Linked DNA regions of Mus musculus: region 2 is linked to region 1. A link is a contact called in public Hi-C data. All regions are on one chromosome and are shown on one strand. The core of a region is the stretch at or near the end of the contact, and the rest is flanking DNA. Distances in the headings are between cores, read along the strand shown. Region 1 has its middle 32 kb from the start of Gm35413. Region 2 has its middle 9.0 kb from the start of Gm40660.

Region 1 (6,267 bases), core at 366-2,865:
GAGCCACTCTGACTCCAGACTCTACCCAAAACATTAATGTGCAGCTGAGTTCCGCTATTCTTACAGAAATGTATTAATGATGCTTCTGATAACAAAAGGGACCCAAATAACACTATAAAATGAAATAAAATTCCACTGACAAAAAGGTTATGTTTGATTATGAAAAGACAATACTAGTTTACTCACAGGCTGACAATTTTAATTTTTCCTTCCTTTTTTTTAAATCTTTTATTGATTTATTATTATTTTTTAGAGGTGATGCTAGGGACCAAAGCCCAATTCGAGAATCTTTCACACAAGAGGCAAACACTCTGATGCTGAAATACATCCCAAGGGAGCACCCTGTTTATACTGAGATCTTAGAAATAACACCCAATAAAATGATGAAAGCTGAGCTTGTCAGTCTGTGTAGTACTTGTACATGGGGCTGGCTTATGTAGAGGACAAAAAAGAGCAATGTTATCAGCATTAATATGATATAGATTTTGGGGGGAGAATTTTCCTTCTATTGTAATTATATTCATGCAGGTTTGAAACCATTCAAACAGACTCAGTCTGAACCACTGAAAATACAATGATTTTCTTTCTTTACACATCTTTCAGCCATATGGGCTATGGCTACAGAAGTGAGAAGAAAATGTAGAGGCTTGCAGCAGACAGCAAAACAGTATCTGAGCTGGCAAATAGATATTTATAACTATAAGCACAATGCAAAGACACAAGCATGAGTGCAGAGATGATGTCTTCACCACACTTTCCTACACACCCTCCAGAAATTCTCCAACTACTGTTTTACTGAGCTTATGGATATGATAGGCCGCCCCAAATAATATCTTCGTGCTATTGGACTTAAGTCAGGCTGACTATGCGGCACGTTATATCCCCAGGATATCTGGATCTTTGCCTTATTGTGAAAATGAACCAACTAACTGTCATCTCAGAGGCCACTATATACACGAGGCACAATGATAAACACAGGGTCTTCCTGCCCACCCAGGGTCAGTCACAACCTTGCCCACAGGAAGCTTTCCCCTCTGCCTGCATTACAAGCCTTCTTCCCTAATTCCTTGATATTCAACTTTGGTTTGAAGAACAAGACCTTTACTGCCTGAGTCCACAGCCATTTGCAGAGTACCATGTGCAGATTGCATAGTTGATGGATATAGGAATTGTGCCACCCAAAGTCAGAATGGAAGTATTATGCAGGCGCTTTGGAGGATGTGGGAGGTTAGTTCCTGCCTGGGAAGCCTTAATCTTGGACGGGTCATCAGCCCTAACCGGACACTGGGATCTGGGACTCAACTTTACCAGGAAATTCTGCCGAGAGAGAAGAATATCTGGGGCTTCCTTGTAACTCCCCCTCCAGCTTCAGAGTAACTTGAAAAGTGGAAAACAAAAGACAGAAATGAGAGGCAGGCAGCATGTACTATACAGCAAAGGCCTTTGGAGGTGTGATAAGGATCAGGTAATAATGGCCTCTCACTGAGTAATCCAAAGTATTTCACAGTTTTTCTGGTTCAGCCAGTTAGTTGTGAGGAAGAAAACACCCCCTCAGTAAATGAGGCCCTTTGGAATGAGGGCTGGGGTTTATGATAAGCATAGTGGGGAAGTGCCCTCCACACCCAGGAGGGTCATTGTGTCAGCCAGTATGCATGAGTCATTTTCCACCCAAATGATGTGTCTCAAAAAGAGAAACTCTCAGCATTTACTCTGATTTTTAACCTATTGCTAGCATCTGTCATTCAAAGTGAGCTGAGGTCTTTTACAGTCTTAATCACAGAACTCCATACCTTACTGTTCAAATCTGTCCTGGTTCATCTGAGGCACGCATGGAGTTCCCTGTGACGTCAGTAATAAGTGACCTATTTATCACTACCCCTGAGGTTGCTAATCTGAAAATAGAGATTTTAAGACATAGAGCATCAGAAAAGTCATTCCTTTCTTGTATTCATAATTAGTAATATGGAGGGAACAAAAACAGAACAAGATGGAAAGCTAGACGGAAGCATCCTCTGAGATGCCTGGGTTGCTGTAACTAACTCACTGGGAAAGTTAAAACTGCCTCCCTGAACATCAGATCAATGTTTCTATAATCAGAAATGTTCTCCGTGCTCCCACACACCTTCAGTTAAAGACTTCTTCAGTGAGTTACTACAGGATAACAGGTCCAGACTCTGAGTTAACAAAACATTACCTCATCCACAAACAACTCCATTAACTGTTCAGACCCTAAGGTCAAAAACCCTTTTTCTAAGTTTCTGGAAGTTTCTCTACTTTCAAAGCAATTACAAACGTGACCTTTCTGTCTCCCTAAGAGCAGACAGCTCGAGGCAACTCCATCCAAATCAATACAGGGAGAGAATCTCAGGACTTCTTTAGAATGTGTGCACAAAAGAGGTACCATGTAATTTTAGAAAAACACCAGTTCTGTCTTACATGGAGATAAATATGAAGAGAAAGCACTCAGCAAGTGTGCTGGGATGTGGGGTAAGGTGGGGAGAAAAATCCTAGCAGTTAAGAGAAAATGGAAGCATGGAAATAAGACAGTTTGGAGCATTGGGAATTGTTGGATGGATTCAGCATGACTCCAGTCAGTTTAGAGGCAAAGAGACAAATGTCACTACCATTTAGTTTGGGTATCATCTTTTCCTTCTCTTCATAACTAAAGCCTCGCCCAGATAATAATGACAGATAAGGATGCCCTGTCCAACATGGAGATCATAAAATCAGGAGCTGATGTCATTGGGATGAAAACAACAAAGAGAAAAAGAGGAAGAGGAATCCAGCTGTTGAATGCATGCTTACCTCAAGGCGCCTGGACACCAGCTGTCTGAATGTCCTTATATAGAAAAGGTGGCCTGCTTCAGCTTCTCCTGTCCCTCCAAGGGAAACTGTATTGCTGGGTAGCATCAAACAAAAGAAGAGAGCAGGATGACTAGAGTCTAGACTGTTTCAAACACCTTGTCATGTTTCTCTTCTGAGTAGATCCCAGACACGTAAGGATGTAGAGTAATTTGGAGTAAAAGTTTCTTTGAACTATGTCTAATTACAGAAAGGCATCCAATCTGACGACAGTGATCAGTCTGTCTGGTCTAGCTCAACGTTCTTCTAAAGATGAGCTCCTCAGTACCTCCTGCAAAGCTCTGTCCTTTCTTTTAAAAGTTCCACAACCCCAAACAAACAAAAAAAGACAAGAAGCAGCACAGGAGCCTAAGTCACTTCAATGTGAGAAGGAAAATACATCTTAAAGAGCTAAATTACCTAAAGAATTCAGAAAATTTGCATTTAAACATTATTTCAACGGAGATAATCCAAGGAGGCTGTATTAACTACAAAGGGAAGGAGCTACGTGTAAGAAATCTTCCTTATAAAAGACACACTATTTACATTTGATCTCTGTATAAAATTATCAGCATCATTTTGTATGTGGTTGAGTGTACACATCTTGTCTTCTTTTGTTTTTTTGAACTAGGATCTCACTATGTAGCCTTAGCTGATGTGGAACTCAGAGAGAATCTCCTGTCTCTGCCTCACTAGAGCTGGGATTAAAGGCATGCACCACCAGGCCTGCCTCTCTCTGTTTGTTTGTCATGTGCCATGGACCTCTTTAAAGGAAGGACTAAGATTTACAGCAGGTCTTAATGGACTTATCTTTAGAAGATCTTTGAGCTAGACCAAGCAAACTGATTCTTGTAGTCAGATTAGATTTCTCTGTGTAATTAAACATAGTTCAAAGTACTGCTTACTCCATGTCACCTGTCTTCCTCATTCACTCTTTTGTTTGAGCCCTGGTCTATTCCTAAGCCTGAAAATTACTTGTCCTTTAAGGCTGGTTGACCAAAGAACCCCAGAGATCCACCTATTTCCCACCTCAACCTATGTGGAAATACAGATACATTGGGGACCTGAATTCAGGTCCTTATGTTTGCAGGGCAGGCGTTTTACAAATGAGAGATGGTCTAGACCCTCGGGTACCATTCTTCAGTAGTAAGAGTCTCATTTCAAGAACATTGTCATGGCAACCTAATAAACCTGAGAGAAAAATAAATGCTGCTAGTTTTCTTTTTCTTACTTTCTTTACTTACTAGAAAAGTACTGAAACTTTGCGAGTTATGCTATCACTTCCTTAAGTATAATTCCCTAAACATATTCTACAAACTTTATGCCCTGCTTTCTATTGAAAAGCTATAGCATGATTTTAATTCCCTCTTTTCTTATGACTTTGGTTTTCTCACTCCACTTCCCTGTCTTTCTCCTTTTCTTCAAAGGAGAAACGATTTCATCTTGAGAACAGGAAAGTTCATTGACTTTTCCATATTCTCAATACTGTGTTAACCCTTTCCCTACCTAAAGTTTTTTTTTTCCTTATGAACATTGACTCATTTGTCTACTCTGTTCCTAAGTTACATATCCCCTGTAAGCCATAGTATAAGCCAGTGACTTCTGCTCCCAGCAGCTACCTCAACCACTCTGGTGAGTGCTGTCAATCAGTGCCACCCCCTTCCCTGGGCACCAACTCCCTGCTGTTTTCAGTCTATCAGTTTCACAGTATCAGTGAGATACTGTGCTCACCTTCATTGCACTACCCTGGTGGTTTCCACTTTGCTCTTTCCTGGACTCCAAGTATTTGGAATTCACTGACATTATGATAATCCCTGGTTTTCCCTAGTAAATCTGCCTGCATATTAGAACCACGTCTCCAATTTTTAGGAAATTTTATTAAGAATAGTATGGATATTTTTATAAGACTGTCAGTCTGTGAACAAAAGAAAAATTCTCTGAAGCCATGTTTATATCATCAATGCTGCCCTCCCTTTCAATTTTTCTAAACCATGAGCCAAAGTTACATCCATTAGTCAAAACACAATTAATGAACTTGAAGTGACATTCTAGGTTTTATTTAATATCAGGTTGACGTAATTTATCATCCATTATTTTGCAATGTCTTGAAATGTGAACAATACTGAGCCGTATAATCTTATTAAAGGAAAGTATCTCAGTATGTTTGGGGAGTTTGCCGCCCACAAAAAGATTTCTTACTACACTGGCTATCAACTTCCTGTCTCAGCATCAGCTATCTTCAGCTCCACAAAGCTGGAGACAGGACTCTGTAGACTGCGTCCAATAAAAACCTCCCCAGCAAGGGATACTAGAAAGATGCTGTAAATTGGAAGGGGACAGTAGTTTCTGTTTGCTGCCTGGAACTTCCTATCTCTATGAACACAGAGTAGTAAGACTGACCCATTGTGGAACAATAATTCTATTGATGGAGATTTTGTATCACAACCCTTATGTCCAGCCCATGCATTCAATAGCAGGTCCATTTAAAAATACAAATCTGTGATGCCTCTGTCATGTCTGGGAATGCTGTTGATACACCTGTCTATTTCTGAGTTCTTCAAGATGTCTGGAAAGTCTTTAGTCTTTCACTGCAGCTGCATCATTGTTCGTGGGTTTTTCAGCTTTGTTTTTGTTTTTGTTTTTGTTTGTTTGTTTGTTGTTTTACTTTTTGATACATACCCTAGTACATGTCCACAAACCTCTGTCTCATTGGTATTCTGATTTTAATTACCTGTAGTAGCTAAACTTACGTGATGGGTGTTTCCAAGATTCATGTTCTACAGCTTCCAGAGTATACATAGAAAACACGGCCATATATGCTAGATAAATATAATTCTAAACTTGTACGTTGTGACTCAGACAGTAGTTCCCTTTGCAGGAGAAAGAGGATGAGTGGAATTGTCAAAAATCTAGAAAGAAAACAGAAGGAAGAAGTGAGATCATAGAACCTCACCCCATGAGTCATAGCAAAGTTTTACAGAGCAAAGTGTAGTTCCATGTCAGGAAACATGAAGACTATGACAAAAAAAAAAAAAGCCAAAAGAAAATCTAAATGTTTGATATTTAAATTATCAGGGGGAAAAGCCAAGCAGAAGTAATTATTTAGATACTTCCCTGTGGAAGTGAGATGACCTGACATGGAGAAAAGCTCTCTAGGACAATGCAGAATGATGTGGTGTGAGCCTTGAGAAGCAGTTATGGGAGAGATAGAATCAGGATCATTCTAGATCTGTCGATGTCTGTAAAAAAAAAATGCTATGGATTTACAGTATAGAATAAATATATTTTTCTGCCGTCAATTAATTTATCAGAGCCATAATTATTAATGTAGCTGTATTTGGAGACAGATCTTTGTAATGAAGTCTAAATGAGGTCCTATGGGTGGAGCCCAGAGCTAGTAATTTTTGTCTTTGCACGAAGAGCCAA
Region 2 (5,513 bases), core at 304-2,803, 320 kb before region 1:
AGAATGTCAGTTTGAAAGACCACACCCAGGGGAAAAACAAAAGACATGAGACACAGGGGCACAAGAGAAAATGGACTTGCTAGTGAACGAAGTCTCATTTCTGTTTAATAAGCAAGCAAGATTGAATACAGGGGCAGGTATACATGAAATGGAAGCTTTTCTGGAGCAAGGAAATGGAATATTTGCTTCTAAAATCATTGAAGAGGAACTTGAAATACATTGCTGTTTTTCTTTAAAGTGTTTTTCACTTCCTCAAAAAATTAAGAATTATAATAGAATCTGTTTTAGAACATAGAAAGAGGGCTTAGAGAAGTTATGCCATATTCTTGAAATCACAGGAGAAATAGCAGAGCTAGAAATCAAGATCATGATCTACAGGTTTGCAATGCCCTTGACAGTGAGTACTATATTCAATAGCTTTCACATAGTACTGAGAGGTAAATCTCAAGTAGACCATCAGCATCCAAACCCTGGAGATGAAGTGACTCAACTATGTACAAGATAAACTAACAAGAACATTAGATGTCACATCTGGAGGAAGGTTTTCTCTTACATTCTCTCTGCTGTTCTAATCAGAACAAGGACACAGGAAATAAGTGTTATTTTTATCCCAGTGAGAAATATGAGGATCCTAAGCCCCTCTGAAAATATAGTTTGCTTTCACCAAGGTTCATTCTGTCTTTATAAGTTGCAACTTCACCCTAATTCTCAGATTACAATCTGTGGTCAGGACACAGTGAAACTTAGATCCTAACACATGAGATGTTCTACCCAGTATATCCAGTGTAGCAGGCTATATGTTGTGGAAAACAGCATCCTGAATCTTCATATATCAGACTCATTTCACTAATGAGATGTCTGGAAAAATTATAAGTGATACAATTTCTGGGGAAGAAACAGAAAGCTTTGGGAAAGCCCAGGCTCTTTTCCTAGAAGGCCACTCATGTTAGGGTTTCCTCGCTTCCCGTGAAAGGAGATCTCAGAATTGGCTTGTGTTCTGAGCCACAGTGCAAGAGATGATGCCACGGTGGAGACTCAAAGAATTTTAAGAAGTCATGGACCAATAGAAAGTACCTTCAAGCCTTTGGAGTAAGATAAGAGTAGAATATATTTCTAAAAATTCAATTTCTAGTTAATATTTAAATTGGAATAGAAACATATTTTAGCAATAATAATCACAACAAAGCAAAATAAAATAGGAGTCCTATAGGATAATGCAGAAATACAGAGAGAAGTGGGCATTGTTCAGATGTCCTTCTCTAGGCACAGAAGGATGGCATAAAAGGAACGCCTCCATTTTGGTTTGGCTTTACTTCACTTTTCCTCTTTCCCCCAGATGCAATAGTGCTTTCAGTACCGATTCCCACAGTCTTGGGAATTAAAGAAGGCACTCATTGAAATTGTTATTCAGAGACTAATTGTAAATAAAGCTTTTATTTCCATCTCAATGCATGTCAGGACCTGTTGAGCTTAGACTTGGACTTAGTCATTAACACACTCAACTCTGCAACTGACTGAGTCAACACCACACCCTAGCACTCTTCCAGTTTCTGGAATGAAAAGAAGAAGTAAAAGGTTTCCCTGAATAACTTTCCTTGAGTAAAGCCTTTCCTTTAGTAAAAGTCCGGTCACACTTGTAAAAGCTCTGCCTCACCCGCTAAGACACTAAAATGTGATGTGCCAGCCAGACCCAAGTCACCCCTTGCCAAGGACCTTTGACTGAATTACAGCCATGGGACATTTGTCACTTTGCTGAGATCTTGCTACACACAAGACAGATTCTTATCATTTTTTCTTCTGAGTATGCCCAGTAAAACTTGAAATTTCTCTCTGTGAATATTCAGAAATGATATGTATTTAGGAGCCTGCAAAACAAGTTACAAAGCACGTTATGAAGCAAGCTAGACCAGTCTGGTTTAGTGGCTTGCCCAAGTCAAGGAACATAAAATAGCTTAAAATCAAGCTGTGAAAAATACCACAGAACAAGCACTGGAATTAAAAACAAATTTGTTTATGAGATAGCTATGTTTTGCTGCCTAGTGAGTGCTTACAACATTCTTTAGGCGAGACTCTGCTAGCCCTGCAATGAGTTATCAAGGAATCAATCCTCTGTTTCTTTTACTAGACTTTTTTCTTCCAGAGCTGATAGACATACCTGTGTGCAAGCCCACGAAAAATGCTGGTAACGATCCCCAATGTTCACGTTTCCATGTTGAGAACCTGACCACTTAGGAATATATTTGAAAAATGACAAAAGTCCCAAAGGACCACATCAGATGTGCCTCAGAACAAATGCCTGTTCCACAGCTACCAGTAGTCAATCTATTTAATAATCATCTAATCATCAAATTAACAGCAGCTTCTACTTGTTGAACCCTCAACATAATTTAGCATTACCTGTACTCTATTGTTTTTTTTGTTTTTTTTTTTAATTTTTTTTAATTAGGTATTTAGCTCATTTACATTTCCAATGCTATACCAAAAGTCCCCCATATCCACCCACCCCCACTCCCCTGCCCACCCACTCCCCCTTTTTGGCCCTGGTGTTCCCCTGTACTGGGGCATATAAAGTTTGCAAGTCCAATGGGCCTCTCTTTCCAGTGATGGCCGACTAGGCCATCTTTTGATATATATGCAGCTAGAGTCAAGAGCTCCGGGGTACTGGTTAGTTCATAATGTTGTTCCACCTATAGGGTTGCAGATCCCTTTAGCTCCTTGGCTACTTTCTCTAGCTCCTCCATTGGGAGCCCTATGATCCATCCATTTGCTGACTGTGAGCATCCACTTCTGTGTTTGCTAGGCCCCGGCATAGTCTCACAAGAGACAGCTACATCTGGGTCCTTTCAATAAAATCTTGCTAGTGTATGCAATGGTGTCAGCGTTTGGATGCTGATTATGGGGTGGATCCCTGGATATGGCAGTCTCTAGATGGTCCATCCTTTCATCTCAGCTCCAAACTTTGTCTCTGTAACTCCTTCCATGGGTGTTTTGTTCCCAAATCTAAGGAGGGGCATAATGTCCACACTTCAGTCTTCATTCTTCTTGAGTTTCATGTGTTTAGCAAATTATATCTTATATCTTGGGTATCCTAGGTTTGGGGCTAATATCCACTTATCAGTGAGTACATATTGTGTGAGTTTCTTTGTGAATGTGTTACCTCACTCAGGATGATGCCCTCCAGGTCCATTCATTTGGCTAGGAATTTCATAAATTCATTCTTTTTAATAGCTGAGTAGTACTCCATTGTGTAGATGTACCACATTTTCTGTATCCATTCCTCTGTTGAGGGGCATCTAGGTTCTTTCCAGCTTCTGGCTATTATAAATAAGGCTGCTATGAACATAGTGGAGCATGTGTCCTTCTTACCAGTTGGGGCATCTTCTGGATATATGCCCAGGAGAGGTATTGCTGGATCCTCCGGTAGTACTATGTCCAATTTTCTGAGGAACCGCCAGACTGATTTCCAGAGTGGTTGCCTGTACTCTATTGTTTCAGTGTTATAACTAACTCTTCAATACGGGTACTTTCAACTCTGTACAGGTTAGATTTCTGAACATATCTTTTAAATCCTCTACCCCTGGTCAAGCAGAGCATGGCAAGAGTGGGAGAAAATAGAATTCTTTGATACTGAGAACCTTCACCTTCAGCACATGCCTCTCTCCTTCCCATTGTGTTTGCTCTGTGCTAAAAAGGAATGCATGGGGTATAAAGATGCAGAATTGTCAAGCAATTCCCTGTTTCATTTCTTAATCAAATACTTATTCTACCTGACTTTGGTGGGTGGATTGGAATCCTCACATTTGTTTCCTGAGGCTTGAGAGGATCGTGAACTAGGGAATAACTCCAGAATCTTAACGTGGATCAGTCATTTCCATTGATGCATAGACTCAATTGCAGAAAAGTAGAATCTTAAATGAAGAAGAATTCTGTGATCCTGGCTTGACAGCACATCATGGGTTTGTAATGTGGTTGCAGAATCTGTGATAGAGGAAGCATAACGTTGCTTACGTGCACCTCTGAGGACTAGAAAGTCATAAAAGAAATCGGCATCATAAGCCCCATAAGCTGTCACATTCAAGGCTGGACTCTCAGCAACTTATTTATAACAACCACTCCTTACTTGCTCAAAACCCTACTACCTTGGCAAATAGTATCATCAGTTGTGGACCAAATGTACACACACAGGGTTGTGAGAGCCTGTTATACCCAAACCGTAGTGCAGATTAACAGAATAACATTTAGTTTGGTCATGTATCACCAGTATAGTGTAAGCCAGTGGAGATCTTGCCCAGGTCTTGTCATCCAAGGTACTCATCCAATACAGCCTCTTACTATCTCTGTTGTATCTTCTAGAACAGAGATCATTAAAAATATTGTGGTCCATTAAGAGAAAACTGTCACAGCAAATCAGACCCCTCATCATTACTTCATTTCCCAAGTAAAACAAAACTTCTGATAGCCTGCACATTGGCAAGAAATTGTCAGAGGTTTGCCTAAAGGAAAGAGAAAATTATAAGGAAGAACACAGGTACTTTACATGCAGTGACTTAATATTTGCTTATGGTGTTTTAAATGCATAATTTAAAATACTTAATTTATTTCTCATTTTAATCTTTAAGATGTAGGCCAACCTCTTGGGCCATGTGTAAGTAAATTTATGGCAAAAAGATAAACTTTTTTTTCTGATATAATGAGAATAGAGAAGAGGACACACATTCTACATACATACAAGCAAACACAAGAACAAACAGACTTAATTGAATGCTTAAACTATAGAACAATATAGTCTTAGAATGTTACACAAGGGTGTTGAAGTAGGGAACAGGTAGGGTGGTTGAAGCATTAAGAATAATCTGTGATTCTCCTGTCACCTGCACAAGAAGGGGCATGTCCAAGGGTCCAAGACATATGAGGGAGCCTTGGGTCTCTGTTCCTTTTCCACCTACATTATTTCTCTCTCTCTCTCTCTCTCTCTCTCTCTCTCTCTCTCTCTCTCTCTCTCTCTCTCTCTCTCTTTGTGTGTGTGTGTGTGTGTGTGTGTGTGTGTGTGTGTGAAAAACTGACTGCAATTTCAAAGGTTTAATTCCAAATCTGGAGGGATGAAAGTGAGGTAGCTCAGCTTGGGGAGAAGCAGGCTTCACTGAATTAATCAGCCATGGGAAAATCAGTAAGATCTGTTACACAGGTGTACGTGAGAAGCTTGTCCTTTAGGTGTGCAAGGGAATTTCTCTGACAAACATTTTTTTAGAAAAAATATTGTATGAGAGAGTGCAGAATTTCTGGGAGGGGTACAGTTACTAGACTGGCCCAACCTGTTACAGAAGCAGGTTGTCTGAGCACACAGTCACACCCTGGGTGGGTTTTTTCTTTTTCTGTTCCTTGACTGTTATTATAATCTCAAATGTTTCAGCTCAAAAGAGGGAAGCATACAGAGTCATCCAAACATATTTGGCACCTAACCTTTAATTTACAAATATAATCATGATCTTATGCAACTCTATGAGAAGTCCAGT

What was found. A called contact is a pair of places that touch in the nucleus more often than the background predicts.
Region 2: a contact with region 1 is called in a Hi-C map of bone marrow-derived macrophages, with 6 times the contacts expected there. The contact joins two enhancer-like sites. A contact is called at or near these places in 5 of 484 Hi-C or Micro-C datasets (Th1 cells, bone marrow-derived macrophages, epidermal suprabasal cells and 1 more) and 2 of 115 datasets of contacts at active chromatin or transcription factors (CD8 T cells and bone marrow-derived macrophages).

Annotation. Positions count from the first base shown.
Region 1 is chr13:5,768,241-5,774,507 of GRCm38.p6, forward strand. No RefSeq gene overlaps it. Among named protein-coding and RNA genes, the nearest start is that of Gm35413, 32 kb to the right of the region's middle. Within about 2 kb of position 1,616, at least 85 of the 459 cell types and tissues checked have an H3K27ac peak or open chromatin away from gene starts, as enhancers often do. A contact at or near this core is called in bone marrow-derived macrophages, epidermal suprabasal cells and macrophages, where this site is marked.
Region 2 is chr13:5,443,493-5,449,005 of GRCm38.p6, forward strand. No RefSeq gene overlaps it. Among named protein-coding and RNA genes, the nearest start is that of Gm40660, 9.0 kb to the right of the region's middle. Within about 2 kb of position 1,554, at least 40 of the 459 cell types and tissues checked have an H3K27ac peak or open chromatin away from gene starts, as enhancers often do. A contact at or near this core is called in bone marrow-derived macrophages, epidermal suprabasal cells and macrophages, where this site is marked.